3 separate regions of the Mus musculus genome follow, and all the other regions are linked to region 1. Evidence: chromatin contacts called from public HiChIP or PLAC-seq data. All regions are on one chromosome and are shown on one strand. The core of a region is the stretch at or near the end of the contact, and the rest is flanking DNA. Distances in the headings are between cores, read along the strand shown. Region 1 holds the start of Alpk3 (alpha-kinase 3). Region 2 overlaps Alpk3 (alpha-kinase 3). Region 3 overlaps Zfp592 (zinc finger protein 592).

Region 1 (2,951 bases), core at 281-2,780:
GTCACAGTGACAAGTGAGAAGCACGAGGCTCTCACAGGGCAGGCTGCTTCACTAAGGAGCACAATAAATGTCCACATTTCCTTGCAGCATTCCACAGAGCCAACAACTGGGGAAATGGTGCCCTACCACAACCCCCAGCAACCCAGGAGCCTGGGTGAGTTTGACTTAGTCACAGTACCGGCCCTCAGTCCTACCCCAAACACGTGACACCATTTGCCGAGTTTTATGCAGAAACAGGTTCCGGTTACATTTGAACTTTTCCAACTCCAAGGTCAATAGGACTCTGACGATCCAGGAAGTGCCCAGGGCTTCTTTTCCTGACTGTCCTTCGAGCCTGTATGTATTTATTCTCTCTCTCTCTCTCTCTCTCTCTCTCTCTGAGCGGAGAGCAGAAGTCTGTAAATAGTGTCTCAGAGAAGCAAGTTACGCAAGCTAAATTTTGGTGCTAAGAAGTAACAGCCTACTCCAAGGCCCACCCTGTTACATTTCCTTTTGGAAAATGGGCTCAGGAGCAGAGGGAAGCTGAGCTGCCCACAAGGGGCAGGAAGTTCCTGTCTCCGTGTCTCCAGGGCGATGCACTTGTTCTTGGGTGTCTGCATCTTGTTCTTAGAGTGTCTTTTGCAAGGCTTGCCTAGTGTCTGTGTATCCTTTGCAACTAGGGATAACCTAGCTCCTAAAACAAAGCCTTCCAATGTCTCTTTCTGCAAGGCCAATAAAGGGTTCACCAGTCCCACCCCTCCTGTGCCAGTTCAACCCCTACTGGGTCCCACTGGGCAGGGCAATTGACTCCTTCTGAGCTTCAAGCCACAGATCCTCCCTAGATCCCCAGACAAGGCCAACAAACAGCCACCTCCTGGCACCTTCCTCTCAACCAGACACAACACAGTGCAGGAAGGCCAAAGCCCTAGGCCCAGGGGAGGAACTTCAGTTATCACAAGGCCGATCTCGGACTCTAAGCTAAACAGCCTCTAATGGCTCCCCCCACACCCATCAACCAGCAGTCCCCTCCTTTGAAGCCTGAGGAATTTCAGCCACTCTGGATCCCCTTATCACTAACTGTGGAATTCAGCCCTGGGGTTAGCTTGGTGTGGGCGAGGGAGATAAGGAAAGGGCCCCTGTAAAATCACTCCAAACTATGGCCTTTCCCCTCTTGGGCCACACATTTGAAACCCTGGGGCCCTCAAGGGACCAAAAGGGTACCAAGAGGGTCCTCAGGGCCTTAGGGTTGAGAAAGTTTGAGGGCCCCGGTTTTACCCAGGCCTCCAGATTTCAGAGTGCTTTTGAGAGCCTGGCCACACCCGGCCACCACCCAAAGGACAGAGCAGCCTGGGGCAACCCAGGGCCCTGGGCGACTCACCTAGCCTCTGGCCGCACGCTAAGCAAGTAGCTGCGACTGGCTGGGCCGGGCGTCCACACCGGCCCGTCGTCCTCGCTATCTCCACCAGCTCCTGCTCGACCACCCAGGCCCCAGCCCCGGCCCGCGGCCCTCCGCGACCCCATGGCACCGCAGCCCCTGCCTCCAGCCCCGGCTCCTGCCCGACTCTGACGCGCGCCCCTATTTATAACCCGGGGCTGCTGTCACCTGCTGCTGTCCCTCCCCCGGTTTAGGCAGCTACTCAGCCTAACCCGGGAGCCAGGGAGGCCTGCAGAGAAACTCCGTGAATGCCGACCCAGAGACAGAAAGAAAGGGTCCTTAGAACCCCAGCCTCCTCACAACTTTCTTCTGGCTTTCTTTCAGTTTTTAGAGAAACAAGTAGAACGAGGGTAGAGAAGAGTTCCTAGGGGAGGAGAGCTTAAGATAGATCCTGAAAGGGGCCACACTGACAGCCACCAGCCAGTGGTCTGTGGGCCACTACTTAAGACATACTCTGTCACCTCTATCAGTGACCTCCCTCTATCCAAAGGAGCCCAAGATTCCTGGGTATACATTGTGTGTCTCCCCCAAACCCTTAGCAGTATCTAGCATAGATTAGTGGTTCATCAAAGGCTTCTAGAATAATCCAACCTCTTCCATCCCTTCAGGCTCCATTTCCTAAGGTCAGAAAATGGGCCAAGTCCTAATGCTTAGAAAAACGATTCTATCCTTCACCGTTCCCAGAGCAAGCTGCTAAGCACAGCTTAAACCTGGCGCTTAGTTTTTGGGAGTGACCACAGTGGGTTTATCTGTCCCTGACCACAGACCTAACCTGGGCCAATCAAAGGTCTTCACCGAAATATTTGTTTATTCTCTCTCTCAGTCCTGGCTTCAAGGCAATTGCTGAGACTACAGGTGTGTGCCTTCATTCCTGACTTACCAAAACACTCTTTAAAAAAAAAATGCATTCCCTATATTTTCTTTTCTTTCCTGCCTCTAAGCTCTCCTTTGCTCTCCTGCTCACTCTATTTCAATTTCATGGCCTCTTTTTCTTTAATTCTTGTTACAAATATTTCTTTAATTGTTGTTACACCACACACACACACACACACAACCTGCCCAGTCTGTATAATGTTACGTGTGTGTATATCTTCAGGCTGACCGTTTGGTACTGGATAACCAGTTGGTCTGCTTCCCCTTGGGGAAGACTGTTTCTCTGGCTCTCAGCATTCCTTAATTGCCTATAGTTATTTGTTTAGGTTTGAGGCCCTGTGAACTTTCCCTGTTCCATGACAGCACGGTTACTTGTATCATCCCTCATCAGGTCATGTTTAGGCAGCATGTCTAGGTGTTGGTGAGACTTCATGTATATAATTTCTGACATTTCTAGGAGATACACTGTTACCGAAACTTCTTGTTTCTACAGTCTTCCCCCTTTCTCTTCAACAATGATCCCTGAGCCTCGGGTGGAGGAGTTGTGTTGTGAGCACACGCCCCCATTCATCTTTGTTCTTGAGTCTTCTGAAGATGCATGCCTTAAGATCCCTCTAGCTTCAGTACCAGCTTTTAAATATTTACCAACTGGGGTCACATGATC
Region 2 (2,951 bases), core at 237-2,736, 37 kb before region 1:
GTGGCTCTAACGCCCAAGTCCACAGGGCACTGGGAGAAATTCTGGGTCTTGGTCTTGGTGGTTGTCATGTCCTTCAAGGACTCTGAAGGGGACAGAGGGCTGCATTGACTCCTGCTAAGTGACCCCACACCCCACCCTACCCCCACCCCAGCTCATCTCCCTCCACAGTCTTTAGAAACACCAGCCCTCCATCACCCCCCACAAGCCATGTCTTAAACTGGCAGCAAAGAGGAACAGCATGCAGACTTAGGGAGGATTGTATGCCCCTAAGGACAGAAACCCTGCCAAGGGTGGGCCACGGCATGAAGACATGCCCCCCTACCAGAGGGCCAACATACCTTCACCTTCCTCTCTGGAGATGAAGCCGGACAATACTATGTGGAGAAAAAGAGAGTGCTACTGTCTTCAGGCTGTCTATTTGGGCAGAGCCCCATCCCTGCACAGCACAGCGCTGCCTCCCACAATGCAAGGCCAGGCCAGCTGAGATCCACAGAACACTCACCCTCGGGGCTGAGGCAGAAGTCAGTGGACGCTGAGCCATGCTCGTTTTGGATGGTACAGCGATACACACCACAGTCCGTGGGAGACGCCTGCACGATGGCCAAAGCCGCTGGCCCCTCGTCCCCTGCACTGCAGAGAGCGGAGACCCTTCTCGTGAGGGTCATCACCCAGGGCCTTCGACCCAACTCTCACAGGCTGCTGGGAACCCAGGCTCTGGGAGCCCTGGGAAGGTGGTGAGAGGTTCCAGGTCAGAAACCGGTCCTCAATCACACAGGTGACACTTACTTGCTGTGTGACTTGAGACCCATGATTTAAGACCTCTGAGTTTCAATTTTCTGATCTCCACTTGAAATAAGAGACTCACTCACTGGGACTAGTGTGAGGACAAAATGAGGGGACGGGTTCAAGATGCTAGTCCCCAACATGACTGTAACTGCGGAGCCCGGGCAGGTGGCGGTGCTCTCCAGACAGCTTACCTCCTGTTCACTTCGCCCACTGGGTGCTGATCCTTCGCCCATGTCAAGACTGAGTCACTAACAATGTTGAAAAACTGGCACCAAAGCTTCAGACTACCAGAAGAATCTGGAAACTGTTCCACCCGAATTTTCCGGATCACCTGTGGGGCTGAGAACAGGAGCCCTGTTACAAGACAGAAGCCGACCGACTCCTACCACCCTTGCCCTCTCGGGTCACACCCATTGCATCCTTGGGTATCCTTAGGGAACAGCCTGAGCATTATAAGGTGCTTGTGCTGGAGAGCACGTACCTTAACCAGGGTGGGAGGCAGGGAGACAGGACATAGGGACTCAAGGCTAAGCACGTTCACAGAGACAAGCAGTCAAGAGAGGCTTTTGCATTGGCTGTTGCATTCTCTCTGAACCTGCCTCTGAGTCTTATCTTGGCTGTGGGATCACCATGGAACAAGTCCATAAAGGCAGAGGTGATGGTGGGGCCCCGGAGGCCCCTGAAGCCAAGGCCTGTGCTGAGCTGGGCCTTTGTTTGCATGCTTTGTTCCTGTTTGATCTGGTTTTCAGACAGGGTCTCCCTGAGTAGTACAAGCTGACCTTGAACTTTCAGCCTCCTGCCTTAGTTTCTGGAATGCTGAGAGCAAAGAAGGTCCAACAATACCTGGCCCTCCCTTCACTAGATCTCTCCCTGGCCTTTACCCCTGACAGTGCCCCGTCACTGTCACCTCCCTTCCTGGCGCTCTAGGCCCCTCAGATAGCTCCTGCAGTGCTGTTTCTCAAGGAACTACTGCCTCTTAGCAGGGAGGTGCCCCTCACAGGGTGGTACTCACAGTAGGGCCCTGTGTTGACAGCTTCCCCTGCCCCGCTCCTGGCACTCACCTTTTAGCAGGTCCTTAGCTTTCCTTTGCTTGGCCAGAGCTTCCTGCTTGCCTTCATCCACCGCAGGCTCTGAGTCCAGGCCACTGTCTTTGGATCTGGAGACCAAGTCTCCAGTTGCAGGCTCTTCTTCTGCGCCAGGCACCTCTAACATGCTGGCTTTTCGGGCCTGGGTAGGGGACCGTCTCTCCCGCCCTGGAGTCCCTGGTGACCCAGGTGTCAGGCCCTTCCTGGGTCCCCGGGGGGAAACCGTGGGGCTCTCCCTTTCTTCAGCCTTGTTTGCCTCTCCATCTGACCCTGCTCTGACCTTAGGGAGGAACCTCTTCCTCCGGGCCCCCAGAGCCAGTTCCTCGGGTGTAGCTGCAGGGAGACCCGTCAAAGCCTCCCCTGGCATTGCTTCTTCTTGGCAGGGCTCCTGGGTTCTGCTTTCCACTGTGTGCCCCTCCACTTCCCCTAGCAGTCCCTTCTTGTCACTTTCCTGCGAAGTCCTCTCCTCGGAATCCTCTCCCGCAGATCCTTCCTCACCCACCACAATGGCAGGGATGGTGAGGGGGGTGGGGCACGGGCCCCGAGAGCACTGGGCAGCAGCCAGAGCCTGCTGGCCAGCCTGTACCTCACGGTCCAGAAGGCCAGTAAGGCGGCGGGAGGTGCAGGGGCTCAGCAACAGGGTCTGTGCACTCTGCACTAAGTGATTGTTCTCCACGCGTTCCAGGATTCGCCTCGACGTCCTGGGACTCAGCCCAGCCACCTCCATGGTGGGGACCAGAGTAGAGGAGGAGGTTAAGCCCCCGGTGTCTGCCACTTCCTGGGACTCGGCCCTGGCTTCACTTGTCTCTGGACTGGATAGCTTCAGCAGCAGAAGCAAGTAGTTCTTCAGGGAATCTATAAGGCCAGGGTCACAGCTCCGGGTACCTGAGGACCTCCCGTCCACATTTGGCTCCTTGGCACAGGCTCCCTCACTGCTAGTAGCCATGGCTTCTGGTGGGTGACTCTGAGTGGGGGACCCTGGCCCCAATTGCAGAGTGGGAGCAGAACTCGGAAAGTCCTGGTCCCTGGAGGGGAGGGGGACATCTGTGTTTGTGTGCAGAGAAGCTGCGGTGCCTGGTA
Region 3 (2,951 bases), core at 274-2,773, 37 kb after region 1:
AGCATGATCTGTTACCAGGCCCTGATATCAACAGGTTTGCAGGTTTGCTTTTTCACATCACAACCACCCACACTCCAAACCTCCACAAAGCATATCTCCCTGCCTAGGAGTTCTCATGGAAATGAAGAAAGTATATTCCCTACCCTTGGGAAGATATCCAGTTATGGATAAATAAAATAGCAATTATTTAATCAGGGTCAGCAGACTGCCTCACTGGAATGAGATTAAAGTTTTCAATTGAACAGATATTTGTCTCCTGGACTAGGTGCTGGAGTCCTTAAACAACAGGCAGATCCCAGCATCCGACTGCCAAGCGAACTGATGTGCAGGGCAGCATAACTACGAAGAAATGCTTTGGGACCTTTGCTTCAGACGCTTCCTCCCTCCATTTCTTCCTGCCTTTCAATGCCTAAGGGGAGAAAGCTGAAGAAAGGTGGGACCGATTGGTCCTGCAGTGCTGGGGAAAAGCACACAATGGTCGGGAGTAAACCATTTGCTGGAGCCCAGTGTCCTTCAGAAAAGGACAAGGGTTTGATGAAGAGTTATTACATCAGAGTAAGTAATATTCTCTATAACTTTAATTTTTTAATGGCAATTTTTTGTGGTTTTATTTATTTATTTATTTATTTATTTATTTATTTATTTATTGGTTGTTTTGTTTTGTTTTGTTTTTCAAGACAGGGTTTCTCTGTGTAGCCCTGGCTGTCCTGGAACTCACTCTGTAGACCAGGCTGACCTTGAACTCAGAAATCCACCTGCTTCTGCCTCCCAAGTGCTGGGATTAAAGGTGTGTGCCACCACGCCCGACTTTAATGACTATTTTTAATGATGGTTTTGAAACACTAACTTTTAGTCCACCACCCACTAAAGGTAGTGGAAAAGAAAGGATACAGGAAAGGTAGACCTGTTTAGAAATGGTTCTTTGAAACAACTCCAGTCTGTGTTGTCTGAAAATTGGCAGTTTAGTTCACAGGTTAGCAGCAGCAGCTCGATCCACTCGTAAACACTTAACTGAAATATTAGCAGTCCAGTTTGGTAGAGTGGGGTTAGCACCAACGGTGGCAAGACCTAGCAGGAATAGCCAGGCCTCAGCCTCGGCTAGAGTCAGCAGGAGGGACCAGCGCCAATAAGAACGCCAGGAAAGTTCTCTGCTCTGCCTCCCTTCACTGAGGGAGCACAGATCAGTGAAGACGTGAGAGCGACAAGCGTCCGCTACCTAAGTAAGCCAGGATCCGCCCCCCATGTTTGTCCTTTTCATATTCCCCCTTGTCTCAGCATGTGACTTGTTTCGGCTGACTTCACTCTGCCAATCAACCCGAGTCCAAGGAAGTAGTAAGAAACTGTAGCACACCACCAAAGGTTTTTTGGTATGTTTTTACAAACATAGTTCAACTATGTAATGTAAGGTAGAACAATATGTGCCTGTTGATAGCAAAGAATCTTTCATCATATGTCCTTCTGCATGCTTGTTTTAGTAAAACATCATTTTACCTGTCTGTGTTAGTGAAACATTCTTTCACAAGTGTCTTAGCCTTTCATCTGAGTCCATTCTAACTAAACATTTCTTCACATGTTTGCCCCAGCAAACACCATCCAACACAAATGACTTTCTAAAAAACCCTTAAGTTTCCGCTTCAGTTCTCCCACAGGAATTCGTCATGGGTTTGCAGAAAATGATCAGACATAAAATATATTTGCTAGAAGTCAGTTAGCTAGTACAGGAGTGCTAGTGTGTACCTACAGTCTCACCTCTCGGGAAGGCTGAGGTAGGAGATTAAGAGAAGGCTAGCCTGAGCTATAGCAAGACTTCATCTCAAAAAATAACAAAACTGCGGGCATGGTGGCGCATGCCTTTAATCCCAGCACCTGGAGGCAGAGGCAGGTAGATTTCTGAGTTCGAGGCCAGCCTGGTCTACAAAGTGAGTTCCAGGACAGCCAGGGCCACACAGAGAAACCCTGTCTCAGAAAAAACAAAACAAAGATAGGTGTGGTGGGTGGGTGGAAGCTGGAGGGTCAGGAGGTCAAGGCCAGTTGCAGTTATGTCTGAGGTCAGCCTGAGCGCTACAGGAGAGCTTGCTTCACAGTTCTCTTTCTTAGCAGGGCAGTGGTGTCGCACTTTAATCCCAGAATTCTAGAAGCAGAGACAGATCTTAAGTCAAACCCAGCATGGTCTATCTACAGAGTGAGTTCTGGGACAGCCAAGACTACACAGAGAAACCATGTCTCAATAAATAAATAAATAAATAAATAAATAAATAAAGTAATACTCCCAAGTGTTACAGAGTTTTGGTAAAAATCATATATAAGTAATAATTTATGTGACCTGTTAGAAGAGCAATTTAACAATACATAAGCAAAAACTACAATTACAACTTCCTCTAGGATCTACTAGTTTTTCTAGGAACTTTTACCAAATACTTTAGTAAGGAATAAAAAACATCTTAATTTTGAATGGATTCTCACCAAGTGTAACTGACCAATTAGAATTCTTTAAAAGATAAAAATAATATATAATTTTATACGACTATAGCAAAATTAGAAGGTAGAATTTCTTGCCTTTAGCAAAATCCTACATTAAAACATAGCAACTGAACACCATAGGATCTGAGTGAATATACACCATATGGATACATACATGTCCATTTGTGCACATGGATGTGACTGTCATTTCTAGATAACTACAAAAAAAATAAAAAGATGTTAACTCACTGACCAATTCTAGTATCAAGTTTAATGCTTTCATAAGTTCCCTAAAATGATGGATCTCAACCCATGGGATTATCTGCTATGCTTTGGATCTTAAATATCTCCCAAGGATTGGCATTTTGAAAGCTTGGTTAGCAACCATGGCTGTACTGAACGGTGATGACGCTTAGGAGAAGGAAGTCAGACTAGAGGCACTTTTGAAGGGGATATTTCATTCCTAGCCCATTTTTGTTTCACAGAGGCCA

What was found. HiChIP or PLAC-seq counts read pairs in DNA pulled down with a chosen protein or histone mark.
Region 2: a contact with region 1 is called in an H3K27ac HiChIP or PLAC-seq map of embryonic stem cells, with 9 read pairs. The contact joins the enhancer-like site here to the promoter of Alpk3 in region 1. A contact is called at or near these places in 4 of 39 promoter capture datasets (the C10 cell line, embryonic stem cells, frontonasal cranial neural crest and 1 more), 2 of 484 Hi-C or Micro-C datasets (embryonic fibroblasts and embryonic stem cells), 7 of 115 datasets of contacts at active chromatin or transcription factors (double positive thymocytes, embryonic stem cells and heart atrium) and 4 of 9 other capture datasets (adipose tissue, embryonic stem cells, liver and 1 more).
Region 3: a contact with region 1 is called in an H3K27ac HiChIP or PLAC-seq map of embryonic stem cells, with 18 read pairs. The contact joins the enhancer-like site here to the promoter of Alpk3 in region 1. A contact is called at or near these places in 1 of 39 promoter capture datasets (macrophages), 1 of 15 datasets of contacts at CTCF or cohesin (the NIH/3T3 cell line), 3 of 484 Hi-C or Micro-C datasets (the G1E-ER4 cell line, embryonic fibroblasts and embryonic stem cells), 8 of 115 datasets of contacts at active chromatin or transcription factors (embryonic fibroblasts, embryonic stem cells and intestinal villus epithelium) and 2 of 9 other capture datasets (adipose tissue and pancreatic islet).

Annotation. Positions count from the first base shown.
Region 1 is chr7:81,056,179-81,059,129 of GRCm38.p6, reverse strand. It overlaps Alpk3 (alpha-kinase 3), which reads right to left and starts at 1,530. Exons shown (of 14, transcript NM_054085.2): 1 at 1,358-1,530. The coding sequence starts at 1,500.
Region 2 is chr7:81,093,081-81,096,031 of GRCm38.p6, reverse strand. It overlaps Alpk3 (alpha-kinase 3), which reads right to left. Exons shown (of 14, transcript NM_054085.2): 6 at 1,848-2,951; 7 at 978-1,125; 8 at 503-630; 9 at 339-374. All of the region lies in intron 2 of Gm51490 (a long non-coding RNA gene), which reads left to right. Among named protein-coding and RNA genes, the nearest start is that of Gm51490, 17 kb to the left of the region's middle. Within about 2 kb of position 1,486, at least 9 of the 459 cell types and tissues checked have an H3K27ac peak or open chromatin away from gene starts, as enhancers often do. A contact at or near this core is called in embryonic stem cells, where this site is marked.
Region 3 is chr7:81,018,778-81,021,728 of GRCm38.p6, reverse strand. All of the region lies in intron 2 of Zfp592 (zinc finger protein 592), which reads right to left. Among named protein-coding and RNA genes, the nearest start is that of Zfp592, 27 kb to the right of the region's middle. Within about 2 kb of position 1,523, at least 7 of the 459 cell types and tissues checked have an H3K27ac peak or open chromatin away from gene starts, as enhancers often do. A contact at or near this core is called in embryonic stem cells, where this site is marked.